Linked DNA regions of Capsicum annuum: region 1 is linked to region 2. Evidence: chromatin contacts called from public Hi-C data. All regions are on one chromosome and are shown on one strand. Each heading gives the region's core, a stretch centred on a gene start, on an enhancer-like site or on the middle of the called end of the contact. The rest is flanking DNA. Distances are from core to core; before and after follow the strand shown. Region 1 holds the start of LOC107877274 (fasciclin-like arabinogalactan protein 21). Region 2 has its middle 56 kb from the start of LOC107878276.

What was found. Hi-C and Micro-C count contacts between places; a contact is called where the count stands out from the background.
Region 1: a Hi-C map of leaf shows a contact between it and region 2, with 1.9 times the contacts expected there. The contact joins the promoter of LOC107877274 here to the enhancer-like site in region 2. A contact is called at or near these places in 2 of 5 Hi-C or Micro-C datasets (both in leaf).

The regions. Positions count from the first base shown.
Region 1 is chr7:195,907,085-195,909,784 of UCD10Xv1.1, forward strand. LOC107877274 (fasciclin-like arabinogalactan protein 21) reads left to right here and starts at 1,388. Exons shown (of 1, transcript XM_016723957.2): 1 at 1,388-2,700. The coding sequence starts at 1,836. It overlaps LOC107878277, which reads left to right. Exons shown (of 1, transcript XM_016725208.2): 1 at 1-190.
Region 2 is chr7:195,769,151-195,771,850 of UCD10Xv1.1, forward strand. No RefSeq gene overlaps it. Among protein-coding and RNA genes, the nearest start is that of LOC107878276, 56 kb to the right of the region's middle. Within about 2 kb of position 1,276, at least 2 of the 5 cell types and tissues checked have an H3K27ac peak or open chromatin away from gene starts, as enhancers often do. A contact at or near this core is called in leaf, where this site is marked.

The DNA of each region.
Region 1 (2,700 bases), core at 138-2,637, 140 kb after region 2:
AAATTAGTCAATTTCTGTATAAATTAGAAATAAGTAATTTGTCAATTTCTCTGTATGAATTAGAAATGAGTAGTTAGAATATATAATTACTTAATACTATACTGGACTGAATATAATCATGTATTCCCGCGAACTGCGCCTTAATTTAAGTGTAAGTAGTTAATGGACTGTCTAATGTTTTTTATTTGAAGGAAAATTGTTCTTTTCTTCCATTTCCTTTTATTTTTTCTCTTTAAATTTGATTTCCAATTGGAGCTATGTTCTCGAAGAATGCCAGGAACTAACATTTAAGAAAATGGAAGCCTTTTGTTTGTTGTTTTCTTACTTTGAGATTAAAGCAGTCATTACATAGAAGAAAATAACACATGAAAGGCTCATCGCCCTTTCCTAAGCAATGTTGCCAAAACTGGGTGGGATCAGTTGGTCTAAAATCTTATTTGACAACCAATACAATCAATTTTCATAAAATAAGTTGCTAGAAAAAAGAAAAGAACTTTCCCTTATTTTCCAGAAAGTGATATGCGATCAAGAAGTCACATGTTCAAGTTTTGGAAACAGCCGATGACACAAATGCAAGGTAAAAATATATACAATGAATTCTTGTGATCGAGTTTTTTTCAAATTCTGCACACAGCGAAAATTTTAGTACACTAAATTGTTTTATCTTTTACATGAAAAAGACAATGGTAAACTGAAGTTGAGTGTAATTTCAATTAAGTGTTAAAGATTACTCGCTCAATTCTATTTCTATCTATTCAAGCGAGCATGAAATTTTAAAAGAAAGAAGAACTTATTAAATTATAATTAAAACAAGCTTTAGGTATTTTGTGTGGTTATAGATTATCTTATTATCGGTGAATAAACAAAATTTTTAAAATTAAATTATTACAAATAGGGGCCCGCCTAGTGAATAGTGAGGGAAAAAGAAAAATGGATCCATGTACGCGTTTTTACAATATTTATGTCGAGGCTTTTTAATTTATTTATTGCTACCGTTGCAGATGAAGAATTGCAATCCCAACACAGGTCTCACCGACCTTGTCAAAAAATTTCAGCAAAATATTTATTTTTTGGAACGTTGCAACATCAATTGTCATGTATCTTTAAAAAAAATATTGAAAACTTTTGTTATGCCATTATGAAGTCGTACTTAATTGGGACAAGTCATAAGTCTGTATAGGAAGTACTATTATTGAACGAACAATAAAGACCCTCAAAAGTTGGTCAGTATCATTTTTTTTTTCTTTTAGTATATGCAGGGTCACTGGAAGATTAATCATTTTATGTGAACTACTACTCAGTTCAAGAAACTTATTTTCCTCGTCATGGAAGAATGTTTTATCAAAAAATCTAACCAATCAAATATGAGAAAATAAAAAAAAAATTTTATCAAAAATTTTAACCAATTAAACATAAAACATTAAATTAAAATTTCTCCATTTCAAACACATCCTGTGTGTAATTTTTCTCTTCCGTAAGATCTCTTAGAACTCATAAAATTTTATACATATTTTATTCTGTATATTTATAAGTTTCTAACGATTTCCCAGTTCGTTGCATGTGGCTCCATCACTAGATATATGATCTTATGTATTTATAATTGTATATAATAAACTTTAATACTTGAAATATCAAAGAATATTTGTAGTAAAAAAAATGCAGAAATAATTTCTTTATTCTTACTGACATAAGCAGTTACGCGTAAGTCTCATTATTTGTAGTAATTAGGAGGGAAAATTCCACTCTCTTTTTCTCTGCTTCAACCAACTTTCTTCTCCATCTTCATCTTCACAAAACACAAAATCAGAAAAACAAAAACACAACTGTAATTACGAATGGCTAATTCTGGTTGCGACGCTGTATTCTTCGTACTCCTCTCCATACTCCTCGCATACACAGCAATAACCTCCACAATGCACTCCAAATCAACCAACAACAATCACTCAGATTCATCTCACCATTTCAACAAACACGAACTCACCACCAACGCTTCTAAAGCTCTTCGAAATCACGGGTTCAATATCTTAGCTACTCTTCTCCAAATCTCTCCGGAGATTTTCCTTTCCATTCCTCATTCAACCATTTTTGCGATCCAAGATTCTGCTATTTCTAACCTCTCTGTTCCTTCTTGGGCAATGAAGCAGCTCTTGGAGTATCATACTTCCCCTACGAAAATCGCGTTTCAAGAACTGATGAAAATGTCCTATGGTACTTGTGTAACGACCCTTTTGTCTCGAAAAAAGATTGCCATTACGAAAGTTGATGAAAAACAGAGGGTTGTTGAGATTAATAATGTGATTGTTTCTCATCCTGATGTGTTTCTTGAAGGAAATCTTTCGATTCAGGGAGTTAACGGGGTCTTTTCTGCGTTGGATTTTCGTAGAATGGATGAACATCGGGATGTTATTCAATCACCAATTTGTGAAGAAATTTCGAATGGAAGTGCTAATGATACTACGAAGAAGTTGGTTGATTGGCCAAGAATCATTAAATTGCTGAGCTCGAATGGATTCGTTTCGTTTGCAATTGAGTTGCATTCTGTTCTTGATGGGGTGATTCAAGATTCTGCTAATTTGAGTTCTGTAACAATCTTTGCTCCTCCGAATTTGGGATTTTTATCTTCTCCTTCACCGTTGCTTGAAAGAACTGTAAGGCTTCACATAATGCCGAAGAGGTATACTTTTATGGAATTGGCTTTCT
Region 2 (2,700 bases), core at 26-2,525:
ACACGCTACATGGTATTATAGGGTGTATTACTAATACATCACATATGGTGGTATTAGTAATACATGGGTTTTAATACCACGAGATTAGCATGTGTAAAGACAAGAATATCCCTTAAATTCTTTTAAATATTATTTTATTTTTTTAATTTTATTTTTTATATTTTTACTAATAAATTTATTCAAATAAATTATTTTACAAATTTTATTATTATTTACAAAAATGTCCTCAAATTTCTTTAATTTTTTTCTTAATCTTTTTCAATTTATTCAATATCAGTTACTTCTTTTAAATTTATCAAAATAATAATATCCCTCCAAATAATTTTAGTTATAAAAAACTGCTCCATTAACTCAAAAAAATATTTATTGGTCAAAATCCGAAAACAAATTGCATACAAACTTTAATTTTGTAAATAGAATATTCATAAATTAAAACAATTTTTCTACTTAGTTTTAACACACTATAGAATACAATTTTATTTTAATAATGATTTTATTGTCTCATCCAAAAATTATACGTATCTCCCCCAACTTAAAAGTAACACAAAGTGGGAACAACAAGCAAATAATGAACAAACAAAGAAAAGATAATAAAAAAATAATTTTTGTAAGTGAATGATTAAATCTTAAAATTCTAAAGTAAATAATTAGTTATATTGTTAACTTTTTTTATCCTAAAAAAAGAATAATAAACTTTTGCAAAAAAAAATACACAAAGTTATAATATGTCGAGGGTATTTTTGTAAACAAACAATATTCTTTTTAAAATATAACAATACATATTACTTTCAATGCATCAAACCAAACAATGCATAAAAAATAATCCCAGTATTACTAATCCCTGCACAACTAATTCCAGTATTATTAATACAATATATTTAATATTATATTATACACTCTACCAAACGAGTCCTTACGGTATATATGTGTGTTAAATTTTGTGCATCCTAGAGTAGATTTCTATAGATTAAATGATCTTTTAATATTTGGTACAGTAGACTTGGATACCACGATTATTAAGAAAAAAGTAAAAAAGTACCAACTTCAAATATCTAGTTCAATTATTTTCCAGTAGAAAATGACCAAGCTAGGTTTTGTGTGGTCCTTCAAGTAACTAAAGAGTTTGAATGGTAATTAAGTTAGATTGAAAAAGTTGTGTACCTTTTATAATGAAAACAAGTTAAACCTTTGACAAATTGGGCAATGCATCAGAAGCCCATACTCCTCCCAAACCATCAAGTCTTAAAGAATAATACACACTAGTATTAATTGCATACCCTGCCAGCAACTTTGAAGTTGACACATCATTCAAATTTATTATAACTCATACGGAGGATTAGTTATGTTTAGTAATGGAACATATAAGTTGTTGATTTTTATAGATATCGTTCATCCAACATTTTTCAAATGCCATCTTTTTCGCAAGCTCGATTTTATTGTATGGTTGTTCTCTTGCAAGCTTTGGGAAGCAAATGAGCTATTATCATCCAGCTACCTAACCTATTGAGTCATCGAATTTGGACACGGGGAGATAAAACTCAATGAATAAAATAAATATTGTACGACTATAGAAAACCTAACCATTTCCTTTCACTTATTGGACAAAATTGTTGTCCTAAGTTGGCATTTGGATAGATTTTGGATCAAATTTGAAAAGATTGTATTCAAACTCTATATTACTAACGACCGCATACATCTAACCAACAGTACGGCCCCCCTAAAAGTGTGTTTGGTGTTTTTCAATTTTTTATTATTATTGGTTAAATTCTTTGGAAAATATTTTTTTTAGGAAAAGCTTTTCTAGTGGAAATAAGGAAAACAAATTGTATAATTGACATTTCACATTGATTGTTCCTCCAACACACCTCATCTTCAATAGCCATTATCTCACCATCTCATAGGCTCATACTCCTGCCCCTAGCCTCACATTTCCTAATATTTATCTAGTTTTTTTTTTATATATATAATTACATACTGAATATATTAAAATAAATTAAAAATTAGGAATTTTCTTTATCAATTTGAATTTTTAAGGTATCTACTTTTCCTTTTTAGCATTTTCCTTCTCCAAATACATGGCTTCACAATATTGTGTGCTTAATACTTCCTTTCAACCTGATTGTCAATTTTCGAAATCAATGAAATGCCAAAATTGTTTTAAAGAAATAAAGTTCATAAAATAAACCTATCAACTCAGCATTTCTTTATCCAAAACCAAAAAGAACAAGAAAAAGGACTAAAATCATTTTCTTGTTTCAATAAATAGGGGTTCAATTATGAAGATTTGACATAACACCAATCAAACAGTAGATTCGTTTTTTCACTTGCTTTCTTTCGGTGAACAAAGCAAGTCCAATTATGGAAATTCATTTTTACCATCCAAAAGATTTTGACCCCTCGAAAATTATTGATTGTAACGTGTCCAAAATAATATTCGCTAGTTCCGTGCTCATTTGGTTTGCAGACAAATTTATCCTAGGATTATAATCATAGACAAATTTATTCCATCTTCTGGGTGGATAATATAACATCAAGTGTAAGAATAGATTTATTCTTAAATTAATTATACTAGTATAGGTACTTGCGCGATGCGCGAAATATTTTTAGAAAATAAATCATTAGAAATATTATCTTAATAGTTTAAAATAATAAATTATTCTTTATTGTATCACATTAATATATTTTAAATTAATATATTGA